Regions from separate parts of the Sus scrofa genome. Here all the other regions are linked to region 2. Evidence: chromatin contacts called from public HiChIP or PLAC-seq data. All regions are on one chromosome and are shown on one strand. Each heading gives the region's core, a stretch centred on a gene start, on an enhancer-like site or on the middle of the called end of the contact. The rest is flanking DNA. Distances are from core to core; before and after follow the strand shown.

Region 1 (4,341 bases), core at 1,026-3,525, 200 kb after region 2:
GTGTGTGGCCCAGACAGGAGTTTAGGGCCTGACTTAATCCAGTATGATATCATCTCAGCTAATTACATCTGCAAAGACCCCACCTCCAAATAAGGTCACATTCTGACGTACTGAGTTAACACGAATGTGGAGGGACTCAAACCTACTATGGTGCCTTTTGCATATTTAAATGAAGAAGCCACGTGCTCCTGCCAGGCCTCTAGTGATTGTGAAGCTGATGGCTCTGAGCTGGGCAGAAGGGGCATCTTGTGACCTGGCTTTGGTGAGAGAAATGGAAGGAAAGGAAAGCATTACAGCACAGCCCCGCCCATGTTGCCATGACATCCACTCACCTCATGTGTACAGATTGAGCACCTGTTGCCAGGCCCTGGGATCCAGCAGTGAACTAGATAGATGCATATCCCTGCCCTTGTTGGATGGACATTCTGGGGCAGGGGAGGCAGCCAGCAAACGCACACAAACCAACAAGCAAATGGTGAGGGCTGTGAAGATAAAGAAAACAGGTGGCTGAGTTCCCCTTGTGGCTCAGTGGGTTACGAGCCTGACTAGTATCCATGAGGATGCAGGTTCTATCCCCAGGCTCACTCAGTGGGTTAAAGATCTGGTGTTGCTGTGGCTGTGGCAAGGCTGGAAGCTACAGCTTTGATTAGACCCCTACTTGGGAGCTTCCTTATGCCGCAGGTGCAGCCCTAAAAAGGCAAGAAAATAAAAGAAAATAGGTGATGTGATGAGGTAGGACTGGTTGGCAGGGAGACTGCTGTTAGGAGGCAACACCTTGTGCACTGAGACAGGATGGAGAAGAGTCAGCATGGAAGGAGCTGGTATGTGAATGTTCCAGCCTGGCAGGTGCAAAGGCCCTGAGGCAGGGATGCAGTGGGCAAGGCAAACAAGATCCTGTTTCAGTGCAGAGTCAGACCCAGTAGGTCTGAGCTGGGACTCAAGATTCTGCATTTTTTTTTCTTTTTACGGCCGCACCTGCAGCATATGGAAGATCCTGGGCTAGGGGTTGAATTGGAGGTGCAGCTGCCAGCCTTCACCACAGCCATAGCAACATGGGATCCGAGCCGTGTCTTCAACCTACGCAGCAGCTTGTAGTAATGCTGGATCCTTAATCCACCGAGTGAGGCCAGGGATCGAACCTGCATCCTCATGGACACTATGTCAGGTTCTTAACCCACTGAGCCACAACGGGAACTCCAAGATTCTGCGTTTTTAGCCAGCCCTGAGGGCCACACACAGTGGTGAGGGAGTGGGGAGCCGCCAGTACATTCTCTTGCTATGAACTTAGTTGGTGAATGTTGACTTGAAGAAAGACAAACCTCTGTTTGAGTCCTGCCTTGCTGCGCCCCCTAGAATGGATGGGCATTCCTCTCGCAGACAGAAGGGGGCATGGCTCATGGGTAGCTATCAGCGGGAAGAGCAGCAGATGTGATGGCCCTGTGCCCTTGCCTCCTGCAGGTCCCAGGAGCTTCACCTGCGACCGGAGTCCCACGCGTACCTGCCTGAGCTGGGCAAGTCAGAGATGGAGTTCCTTGAGAGCAAGCGTCCTCGCCTGGAGCTACTGTCCGACCCTCTGCTGCGGCCCTCACCCCTGCTGGCTGCTGGCCAGCCTGGGGGCTCTGAGGACCTGTCCAAGGTAAGACCTGCCCACTGGCCAGCAGCTCCTCTGAAGGTTTGGGCTCTGCTGCGATCTGGTGGGGAGTAAGGGAAAGGGTGGTATGCTGGGCTTGGGGGAGGGACCAGGCACAGGGTGTGCAGAGGCTGGGCAGTGAGAGGAGAGTCCAGGGACCAGGTCGGCTCTGTGGGCCATTTCTTGCCTGGGGAGGGACAGCGACCCACCCCCACCCCATGTGTCCAGCCCATGGGGGCCCCATGCCCACAGCGCCCTCGAGGGCTCTTTGATTTCACTCTTCTTTAAATAGAAAGCTGAGCTGAGATAGTGGGAGAGAGAGTGTGCATAGATTAAGCTCCTGTGGTTTGCTGTTGCCAGAGGTTTTTCTGCTATTTCAGTGAACCTCAGGACTGCAGAGGCTAGAATAGAAACTTGTTTGGTCTCTGTGTAAGTGGAGGAATTGCAGCCAGTGGCCCAGGTGTTTCTGTCCTCTAGGGTCCCCCAGCCGCCTCCAGAGGGTTATTTCACTGTGACTGGCTAGGGTGGGGCAGGATCTATGGCCAGGTGACACACTCGTCCTTGGCAGGCTGCATGATGGATGTCCATTTTGCACGAGCTGAGCAGTGCCATCATGCTCCTTTGTGACCAGGAGGACACACATTAGCTCATTAACGGCCTCCCAGCTGCTGGGTGAGGTCAGTGCTCATCTTACTGCAGCACCAGTGGGGGAGGGTGGGGACTGGGAGCCAGGCCAGGGGAGGGAAGTGGCCCACTTAGGCCTGCTGGATCCTCTTCTCTGCCTCTGACTGACACTGGGTGGGATTTCAGGTTGAGGCAGGTCCTTTATCGGGGGCTGGCAGGACAGGGGGATCCTGGAGTGGTCGGGATAATGATCACAAGCTAACACTGAGCCCCTGACTGTGTGCCCGGTACTTTGCCAAGTGGGTGTCATTCCACTGAGCCTTCCCAGCCTGATCTGCGACCACCTTTATAGAGGGGGCCCCCGGTGGGAAGAGCCACTCGCCCATAATCATGGGGGGGTGCCCGGGTCTGCAGCCCAGCCCTGCCCACCAGGCTGTCCTGCTGCGGGCTTCCTGTGTGAGCCGCCCTCCTCCCTCTGCCCAGTGCCTGTCGCCCTCTCGTTGGCATCCTTCTCGCAGTTTCTTTGACCTCCCAGCCTCCTAGGAGGGGTGTTGCCATGCGAAAAGCTGCTCTGAAGTGGGTCTTGGGCGGTAGGCGAGGGGTGTGTGTAGGGGGGCATAGGGCCACCAGGGAGGCTTGATGTCCTCACAAGGGACTAGCGCCTCGAGAGGGCCATGTCCCTGTGCTCATGTTCACTTCTGCCCAGAGAGCTGACTGCTGGGTGTCTCTGGCCAGCCCTTTCTGGCCTCTGCTTCCTGCCGTGAAGCTTTCCAGAATGAGGCTCCTGAGAGTCTCTATGCCTGACAGTGGCTCTGTGAGTCCTTCTGCTTGGCCATCTCCTTCTTGGGCTTCCCTGGGGTGCTTCCTCTCCCTCTGTGGGTCTCAGTTTCTGTAGCTGTCACTGTATATCTCTGACCCTGTGTCTCTGTCTCTCTCTGCCTGTGTGTGTGTGTGTGTGTGTGTGTATCTGTCTGTCTCTATTTCTCTCTATCTCTGTCTCTTTGTCTGTCTGTCTCCCTGTTCTCCTCCTGGACCCCATGGGTGCAGGGGAGGGATGGTCCCAGGGTTGGGGCCTGGTTGGACCAACTACTGTAATTGCTCCAGGCTGTTCAGAGCATGTGGAAAGTTTGAGCGCATTTTGGGCAAGGGAAGAAGCCAGGGGAGAAATACAAGTCTGAAGGAGCTCAGATGTTTTTTGCGTCTGCTCTGTGGAATTCAACTGGATACATGAGACAGGAATTTGATGGGATTTTTTTTTTTTTTTTTAAACAACACCCCCTCCCTTCCCTTGGCCCCTGCTGTGCTCCTTTTTCGTATAAAAATGTTCTGTTTTATAATGCTTCCCTACCCTTGAGCCTCTGGAGTCCTGTGGCATCAGAGGCTTCCTTTGCAATTCACCACACTTTGTTCTGGGGACTTTAGAATCATCACAAACGGCAACATTTCTGAAAGTTTCTTTGTCTGTTGGGGCCCTGTTGGCTGAAAAGGACAGAAAACCCATGTCAAACTGGCTTAGGCAGGAGTCTTGGCTTATAACTGGAATCTAGGGGGTAGTTGGCTTCAGGCACAGCTTGATCCAGGTGACATGATGTCACCAGCTCCTGGTCTCTGTTCATTTCTTGGCTCTGCTGTCCTGCACGTGGTTTTGGTGGGTTAACAAGAAGGCAGTTTGAGACTCCAGACCTTCCTCTGCCCACATTCAAGGCTGACAAAAAGAGAGAAAGCTATGTCTCCACATTTCCAGACCAAAGCTGTTTATCTCCCTGCCATTAGTTAGGGCCATGCCCGTCCTGGAACCCATCATTGCGATGAAGGGTGTGGACTGTGCGTGCCTGGGGCCGGCCCTGCCCTTTCCTGGGGCTGAGACCAGGAGATCCAGGGGTCCTCTTCAGCCCCCAAGGCTTTCACTCCCTCTGGTCTGTAATTTTACATAATGAATTTTTCTGTCTCATGTTGGCCTGAATTTTTACACCAAGAGTATCCAATGGGGAAAATGATGCCAACTGCTACCTAGAGACTGGTAAGGGGATTGGATTATTGTTTTTCTCCTGCGGGTTTGGATTGAAAGGAAGGCCAGCGGCCATTGG
Region 2 (4,318 bases), core at 1,448-3,947:
CAGGGCACTTCTCCAAGACCCCATGGTGAGGTGGAACAGGTTGAGTCCAGAGCAGGAAAAAGGTGAAATTCAAAGCCTGACCCAGACCCAGCAGAGAAGGGGGAGCCCCAGGCAGGTGGGTCTCCGTCTACTCCCTCTGCCCTGCCCCGTCCTCGCCCACGAACTCCATTTGTCCCAGCATGTGCCAGGCCTCGCCCCAGGTGCCCCAAACAGCACGCAGTCGCAAAGGATCCAAAGTGTGTCCCAGTTCCCTCCTTCAGGAGAGGGGGTGTTGGGGCAGGGCCTGGGAGCTAAGACATGGGGTGTCGTGATGAGATTAGACCCAGAGAAGCCTGGAGGAGGGTTCCCCCACTCAGATTATGGGGGGGGGATCTCCAGGGCGGCCTGATTCACCCTCCACTCCCTGGCATTGTGGTTGGTAGTTCTCAAGCTTGGCAGGCTTCCCTCTTTTTCCTCACTCAGGTGAGAGGTGTAACAATCACCCCTTGTGTTGGCAAGAGATCTGTGCCAGGCTGGACACTTTCAGATCCCTAGAGGGGCATATTAAAGTCCTGCTACTATGCCTTCACCGATGCTGTTCCCTCCCCCAGGCCTGCCCTTTCCTGCCTCCTGCCTGCTCCCTTCACCTGCTCAAGCTCAGGCCTCAGCAGAAGCATCCCTTCCCCTTTCTCCCTGGAATCTACTCTCCTAGCTCTCAGCGCTTCCCCTTTATAGACGTGACCACAAATGGTAAATCCAGAACTGTGAAATGCTCTCTTCGTATCCAGCTTCGCCCATTCCTAGGCTACCTAGGCAGTAAGAGCAGGAATCCCAGGTTTCTGACCCATGGGATTTAGTGTATTTAGTTGCCCTTGCATGGAGTTTTATCATTTTCAATGTATTAACTGGCATCATTTTAAATTTAAGAGATTTCACATTAAAAATCTGAATTTGGAGTTCCTGTCCTGACACAGTGGAAACGAATCCAATTGGGAACCATGACGTTGTGGGTTTGATCCCTGGCCTCACTCAGTGGGTTAAGGATCCGGTGTTGCCATGTGCTGTGGTGTAGGTCGCAGATGTGGCTCAGATCCTGCGCTGCTGTGGCTGTGGCATAGGCTGGCAGCTACAGCTCCGATTAGACTCCTAGCCTGAGAACCTCCATATGCCGCAGGTGTGGCCCTAAAAAGACAAAAAGACCAAAAAAAAAAAAAAAAATCTGGATTTGTGGCCTTTATTTATAAAAAATCAGAAGACTCAGTAACCTTGGGTCCTATATTCTGATGTGATGACAACTGGCTAGAATTGGCCTTTATACAAGGCAGGTGCTCTTGTTCACTTTTCCCCACTCCCCACCAGTCTCTATTGCACCCTACCTCTGATCCATTTTACTCCTTTACATTACCTATCTGATCTCTATAGGTTTGGGGTTTCAACCCCTTGTCTGGTCCTTTGTGTACCTGGCCCCTGACTGTGCCTGGTGCATAGTGGACATTTTATGTTCGCCCATTCCTTGCAACAGCTTGGTAGGACACACCTCCCCCCCAACTTGTTTTTGGCCACACCTGCAGCTTGCAGAAGTTCCTGGGCCAAGGGTGAACCCACGCCATAACAGCAACCAGAGCCACATCAGTGGCAAGGCTGGATCCTTTACCTGCTGTGTCACCAGGGAACTCCCATCTTCCCATGTTTAAAATGAGAAAACGGAGGTTCCCAAGATCATACAGCTAACGAGTAGCAGAGCCAGGATTTGAACCCCTGATTATCTGGTTCCTAAATCTGAGCTTGTTCCACCCCATCCCATGCCTGCACCAAGTGGGATGGAGAAAGCCTCCTTTCACTTGAAATGCCATCCATATCTTCATTGGAACCCCTGAAGCTCCACTCAGAGAAGGGACCGAAAACTCAGATGCCGTCAGAGGCCACATGGATTCATAAAAGAGGAGACGAGCGTGACTTGAAAAGCAGAGGCCCCTGCCCCAAACATCTGGATTTGTGTGTCAACTACCCTAATCTGTCGGCAGGATAGGTCCCTCTACCAAGTCGTCAGGCTGTGCCCTTGACTTTGAAGCTGGGTTTTCGTGACTGGGTGCAGAAGTCCTGTGCCGCGTGGGGGATCCTGGCCTTCTGGCTCGCTGTCGTCAGGTTGGTGTGGTCGGCATCGTCTCTGCTGAGCTGAGGGTCCTTTGTGGGGCCTCTGAGATCTCGCCAGAGTGGCTGCAATCTCCAGACTCAGACTCGCCGCTAACCCTGCCCTCCACACACCATCACTGGGCCCTTCCCTCCCAGTGTGCTGGGCGACTCACCTTTCCTTTACAACACAGAGAAAGAGAAATACTGATCCTATGTACCAGGTACCACGCAAAGCCCTGGGTAGCTTCCCAAATGCAATCAGAAACGAATCCCAGAGTCTCAAAGAGAGAAACATCAGCTCCATGAGGGGCAGGGATGTTGTCGGTCTTGTTCCCGGCTGCCTCCCTGATGCCTGGAACAGAATGGCCCGTAGCAACTGCTTGTTGAATGACTGAACCATAGCATATGAGCCTTTGCAATTGGCAGTGTCACAAAAGGAGCTTCTGAGATTATCCTTCCTTTTGGGGGTGAGGCATCTAAGCGGCCGCAAGTGGAAGGAATTGGCCAGCGTCGCACGGCTGTTCAGGGCGGGGTCAGCCGCAGAACTTGGGCCTCTTCTGGCCCCAGCCAAGGAACAAAACCCTCTCTCTCTTTATCTCCACTCCAGCATTGCCGCTTGTGCTTTTACACACAGTGGATTTTCAGAGCCTGTGGTTGACGTCCAACAAATAAATAGATGGGTGGAGAAAAAATACCTCTTGTAACAATGTCAGCAAAGCTCTTCAAGGCCACTCTGGGGGGCTTACTCCTTGCAAAGGGGCCTCACCTCTTCTTTCAGAATGAGCTTCTTACTGGAATCCAGGCAGCATGGAGGACTTGCTCCTGGAAGGGTATTTCGACATTCATCAAACGTAGTTATTTCCTCAAGTAAAATATTTAAACAGAGCTTCAAGGAATCCAACAAAAGAAAATGAGTTTTAGGGGAAATACACACACACACACACACACACACACACACACAGGCACACACACACTGACACACAAACCAAATTCTTTCCTCAAAACATAAGCTGGAAGGATTTTATCTGCTCTCAGAGGGAAAACTCGAGAGGTTTAATTTAAAACTTGGGCGGGCTCATGGCTTTTCAATGGAGTGATTGTTCCATAGTGAGGGCATGAGATAATACGAAAACGTTTTCCAGCCCCGTGTTTGGTTTGGCTTCAGAAATGCAAACTGGCGTTCTTCTGAGAGGCCCCGTTTCCGGGGCCCATGTGTGGCTCAACTGCTGTATCTCTGCAGGTCAGAGACCAGATTTGCAATAACATTTTTGCAATCCGAGACTTTCAAGGGAATGCAGGCGAAGTGATTGCCCTGTGCTTGTGTGCAGAGTGGGGACAAGGAGCGGTTACCTAACCTGGGGGCTTGGCACCCAGCCCCCAGTTGCCCAGAACCTCCCCGTTTGTGTGAAATACAGGCAGAACAAGATTTCAGAATAATCTGCCCTTATCTGGCCACCTCAGGGCACGCCACATCTTTTGACCCTTCAGGGTTCATAACTCTCCCACTGTCTTTGTCGACCCACTAGACAAAGGGAGATCCAAAAACATTTCAGAAACTCAGCCTGCATCAGCCCAGCTGCCCCTGGGATTCTTTCCGTGTGGATCTGGGGTGGGGGTGGGGGTTCAGAGGGGTGGAAATGTGTCCGACCAGAGGGCAAATGCTGATAACCGTTGTCCCCCTCTGCTTTACTGCTCCCGCTTTGCTTTGAGCTATCTTGGGAATATGCTTATTTTCGGAGAACAGGGCTTCCCAGAGTCAAGTTCAGGGTACAGCGTATCCAGGTAGGACGTTTGGGTGGCTGTTGATTTGGGAGTGACAGGCACTTTGGGGGAAGCCTCTGATATATGGGGGGAGGAGGGGTTGGGCAGGAAGGCAGCTTTGGAGTTGAACTGCCACCCCAGGGGGTCTCCCCATGACATCTTGCATTCCAGGGTGGGGACAGACTGGGGGGGGCAGGTGAGGTCTTTTCTCAGGGAGCCCCCCCCCACCGCCCCCTCTCCAGAAGCTACTTGTTTTCCTTTCTGCAGATAAATGTTGAGTCTAGAGACCTAGGGACCTCCCAGGTCTTTCTCTAATCATGAACTCTCCCCCAAGCCCACCCTCAACTCAGCTGGGACTGGCACTCACTTAGCCTCCAGCCCTCACCCACCAAAACCCATCCTTGGAGTTCCCGTTGTGGCTCAGCAGTAACAAACCAGATTAGTA
Region 3 (4,383 bases), core at 162-2,661, 220 kb after region 2:
GCCCTCCCCACCCTATACCCAGTCTTTCAGTTGGCCCAACTAAGGAATTCTTTCAGCTTCCATACCCCATGCTGACACTTTCTGGCTTCAAGGTATGGCCAGGGCTGAGTGATCTGTGCTGACTTTCAGGCTGGTACCTTCCCCACCTCATAGAAGATGCAAGACACAACCCAGTGGGGTCCCTGGACGGGGCCAGCCCTTGTTGTCCTTCTTAGAGCCTGGAGATCAGAAGGATGACTTTTCCTGACCTCATCTTTCTGTGCTTCAGTTTCATTATCTGTTAAATGGGAATACTTCTTCTTTTTTTTTGCTTTTTAGGGCCCCATTTGTGGCATACGGAGGTTCCCCGGCTGGGGGGTTGAATCAGAGCTGTAGCCACTGGCCTGCACCACAGCCACAGCAACGCCGGATCCTTAATCCACTGAGCGAGGCCAGGTGTTGAACCTGCGTCCTCATGGATCCTAGCCCGATTCATTTCCACTGAGGTACGACGGGATCTCCCAAATGGGGATACTTCATATATCTGCCTCACTTCATGTTGTGTGTGCTTCAGGTATTAATAACATGCCTTGTGCTTGATGTTTGGCTCATAGTAGGTGCTTAAAAAAATGGCAGTCCTTCCAATAATAATTTGCCCCCTGATTTTCTGGCCTCCAGCCACACCCTGAGGCTGCTGCTCTCCGGGTTTTGGCTCAGCACAAAGGGGGCCGAGATCATGGCTTGTTCTTGGGTGGGCTGGGCCCAGGGCTCTAGGCGGAGCTAGTTCTAGGTGCCAGCTTGAGCCCACCTACATACCTACTCTGTGTTGTGGGGGCTGGGGACGGGGAGGCTGCCCCTCCTCCCTGCTGCAACACCTGAAGCCTGTACCTCGGATTCTGTTGTCAGCCACGTTCCTAAGGCTCTGGGTCACCCCCCCACTTAGTGAGTCTGGATTTGGGGTTCCCTGGGGAGCAGTTTCACTCTGATGACCGTGTCCTGCATGGCCCAGCCTGCCAGCCTGCACTGGTCCTGGATGGTCTCCGTGTTTGGCTGAGGTGGGGGCACCCAGCCTTTCCTGGGTGTCGGGCAGGACTTGGGTCTCCCACATGTGTGCCGTGGGCACCCCATTTTCCAGCCAACAGAGACTCCCTGCAGCCACCTTCTGCAGCTCTCTGTCCACCCTGTCTCCTGGCCAGCATGGCTGGCCAGGCCCTCCTGGTCCCAGGCTGGGGGCCTGGCCAAGATACAATGTCCGCCTTCACGGCCAGAGGCCCCGAGGTCCAGCCTGTTGAATTCGCAGCCACCCAGCCCTTTCTGCCATATGTTCCTGTTTTCCTAATAAGTCCCGGTTGTGAGTGGGGAGGGAGGCGGGGAGGCCCCAGGGCAGCTCAGAAAGAGTCACATGATTGTGAAATACAAGAATCCTAGAAAGGGTATCTCCCAGCGCCTCTATCTTGCCCTCCCCCCTCCCCCGAGCTGGCGGCACCAGCTCTGAGGTAATTGTAGACACCCAGCCAGTTTCCAAGGCGGAGGAAGGCCTCTCGGGCCTGGCAGTGTCGGCAGCTGGCAAGGAGCTGTGCCCGCCTCGGGCCACGAGGAGGGCGTTGGGCTGGGGGCTTTGGGGGGCAGGCGCCAGAGAACAGGGTGCGTTTGTTCGCATCGAAACTTGGCGGGCTTGCCAGGGCCTCTGCGGGGATGTTCAGGCCCTCTGTGTTTGTCACCAGCCTGGGGAGGGCTTGCAGGGGGACCCTGTCCCCTCCCACCCCCCAGGCCTGGACAGTCGTGCTGGCTTGGGCAGCTGCCTGCTGTTCCGAGAGGCCTCTATTTATAATCTGTTCCCTCTGTGTGTGTGTGTGTGTGTGTGTGTGTGTGTGTGTGTGTTAGGATTTTTTTCTGTTTTTAATTCCTCCTCTTCTCCATCACCCTGCAGAAGAAGGCCGAGGCTGCGCATCGGATTCTGGAAGGCCTGGGGCCCCAGGTGGAGCTGGTGAGCTGGGGGACGGGGTGGGGGGTTGGCTGGAGAGGTGGGCAGGGGCGGCAGGTGGGTGCGGAGGGAAGGAGGAAGTCTGGCTGTTGCCAGGCGCTGCCCTGTCTTCTGGAGGAGGCAGGAAATCCACCCTCCTGATGAGAGGGACTGGCAGATAGCGGCCGGTAGGTGGGCCAGGCCGTGCTGGGGGGAGGTAGTGGAGCAAAGACACTCCAGCTATACTCCCAACTCTGGCCAGTCAGGCTGCAAGATTGACACGTTGGAGTCCAACCCATTTGGTTTGGCTTAGTGTAGGAAGCCCATACTCTGGGCCAGATGATCTGAGTTCAACTCTGAGATCTGTTCCTTAATAGAGGAACAGATATGTGAGGAACTATGGGTCAGCGATAACAAACCCAACTAGTATCCATGAGGATACGGGTTTGATCCCTGACATCATTCAGTGGGTTAAGGACCTGGTGTTGCTGTGGCTGTGGTGTAGGCCAGCAGCTACAGCTCTGATTCAACCCCTAGCCGAGGAACTTCCATATACCGTGGAAGCAGCCCTAAAAAGACAAAAAAAAAAAAAAAAAAAAGCTGTGTGACCCTGAGCGGGCATCTTAACCTCTCTGTGCCTCAGTTTCCTCATCAGTAAACTAGGACTCATAGTAACACATATCTCATTGGGTCATAGTGACAATTAACTGTATTTATTTTTGTAAAGCACTGAACACAGTGCCTGATGGACAGTAAGTGCTGAGCGTTAGTTGTTATTATTATTAGTCATGTAGTCAGCGTCATTTTACTGACGGGAAGAGGTCATGTCAGCAGCAGAGCTGGGAAGCAGACCCGGCCTCTTCTCTCTCAGGCATCCGTCCCCTTATGTGTCACCAGAGATAGGAAGCAAGGGAGCATGGAAACTGTGGGCCGGTAGCCTGGGAGAAATAGCCAGAATGCCTGCCTGCCTGCCTGCCTGTCTGGAACTAGTCACTGTCCCACTGAGCAGGTGAGCACAGAATTGCAAGGGCAGCACGTGGGTACACTGCTTATCTGCACACACACAGTGCCTGGCCCCAGTGTGTGAGGGTCCCTGTGCACATGGCAGGTCTGTGCTGTGGGGCGCAAATAAAGCCTTGTGTGTTCAGAGCCTTTTTTTTTTTTGGTCTTTTTTGCCTTTCCCACGGCATATGGGGGTTCCCAGGCTAGGGGTCAAATCGGAGCTGTAGCCACCAGCCTATGCCAGAGCCACAGCAACGCAGGATCCGAGCCACATTTGCAACCTACACCACAGCTCACGGCAATGCCGGATCCTTAACCCACTGAGCAAGGCCAGGGATCGAACCCACAATCTCATGGTTCCTAGTTGGATTCATTAACCACTGAGTCACGACAGGAACTCCCAGAGCCTAATTTTAAGCTTGGCTCTGCCGTGTCTTTGCTGAGTGGCCTTGGGAAAGGGACTCGGTTTTCTCATCTGTGAAATGGGAAAGCCAAGGATCTTGATGAAGGACCAATGAAATGGTGCACGGAAAAGGCTCACTTAGCACAGCCCGTGTCCTCTGGTAAGCACTTAGCCGTCCTGGACACTTAGGAGGGTGGAGCCATTGGCCCTGGAGTTTTTTCTGCCTTGACAGCTGCTCCCCAGCCTGGGGTCTGTCTGTTACTTAGGCCACTGAGGGACTGTGAGCAGCTGGCCTCTTTCTGCCCCCCGCCTTGTGCCCCTCCTGCCCCAGTCCTCTCAGGGGGCAGAGCCAGACAGGGGCTTTGGGGGGGCCTCCTATGGTTCAGGGGCCAGGCCCAGTGCCCCTCCTGGGATGAGAACAGGCTCCCAGGCTACAGTCTTTCTTCCCATCGGGCGTGATTTCTGGGATGTCTCTAGCAGCCTTTTTTTTAGCTTTATTGGGATGTAATCCATGTGCCAACAATTCACCCATTTAAGGAGTACAGTTCAGTGGTTTTCAGTATATTCACAGATGTGTGTAACCATCTCCACGATCAATTCTAGAACATTTCAGCATCTCAAAAAGAACTCTGTTCTCCGATCTGTCACCTCCTTATCTCCCCTCCCTCTACTTCCCATCCCTTTCCCCTCCCCTCCCAGCCAACGACAGATCTGCTTTCTGTCTCTATGGATTTGACTCTTCTGGGCGTTTTGTGTCTGTGGCCTTTTGTGTCTGGCTTCTCTCACTCAGCATCCTGTTCTTAAGGTGCATCCACGTGGCAGCCCGTCTTGGTGCTTCATCCCTTTTTCTGGTTGAATTGTATTCTGTGGAATGGATGGACCTCATTCCGTTTTTCCGTTTTTTTTTTTTTTTTTCTTTTTTCTTTTTTCTTTTTTCCTTTTTCCTTTTTTTTTTTTTTTTTTTTTTTTGGTCACCCCACCCGCATATGGAGCTCCTGGGCTAGGGATCAGATCTGAGCCACAGTTACGACCTAAG

The links. HiChIP or PLAC-seq counts read pairs in DNA pulled down with a chosen protein or histone mark.
Region 1: an H3K27ac HiChIP or PLAC-seq map of skeletal muscle shows a contact between it and region 2, with 4 times the contacts expected there. The contact joins two enhancer-like sites. A contact is called at or near these places in 2 of 2 datasets of contacts at active chromatin or transcription factors (alveolar macrophages and skeletal muscle).
Region 3: an H3K27ac HiChIP or PLAC-seq map of skeletal muscle shows a contact between it and region 2, with 3 times the contacts expected there. The contact joins two enhancer-like sites. A contact is called at or near these places in 2 of 2 datasets of contacts at active chromatin or transcription factors (alveolar macrophages and skeletal muscle).

Annotation. Positions count from the first base shown.
Region 1 is chr14:28,669,911-28,674,251 of Sscrofa11.1, forward strand. NCOR2 (nuclear receptor corepressor 2) reads left to right here. Exons shown (of 49, transcript NM_001044576.1): 5 at 1,459-1,636. Among named protein-coding and RNA genes, the nearest start is that of NCOR2, 29 kb to the left of the region's middle. Within about 2 kb of position 2,276, at least 14 of the 83 cell types and tissues checked have an H3K27ac peak or open chromatin away from gene starts, as enhancers often do. A contact at or near this core is called in skeletal muscle, where this site is marked.
Region 2 is chr14:28,465,679-28,469,996 of Sscrofa11.1, forward strand. No RefSeq gene overlaps it. Among named protein-coding and RNA genes, the nearest start is that of SCARB1, 170 kb to the left of the region's middle. Within about 2 kb of position 2,698, at least 40 of the 83 cell types and tissues checked have an H3K27ac peak or open chromatin away from gene starts, as enhancers often do. A contact at or near this core is called in skeletal muscle, where this site is marked.
Region 3 is chr14:28,690,245-28,694,627 of Sscrofa11.1, forward strand. NCOR2 (nuclear receptor corepressor 2) reads left to right here. Exons shown (of 49, transcript NM_001044576.1): 8 at 1,910-1,966. Among named protein-coding and RNA genes, the nearest start is that of NCOR2, 50 kb to the left of the region's middle. Within about 2 kb of position 1,412, at least 46 of the 83 cell types and tissues checked have an H3K27ac peak or open chromatin away from gene starts, as enhancers often do. A contact at or near this core is called in skeletal muscle, where this site is marked.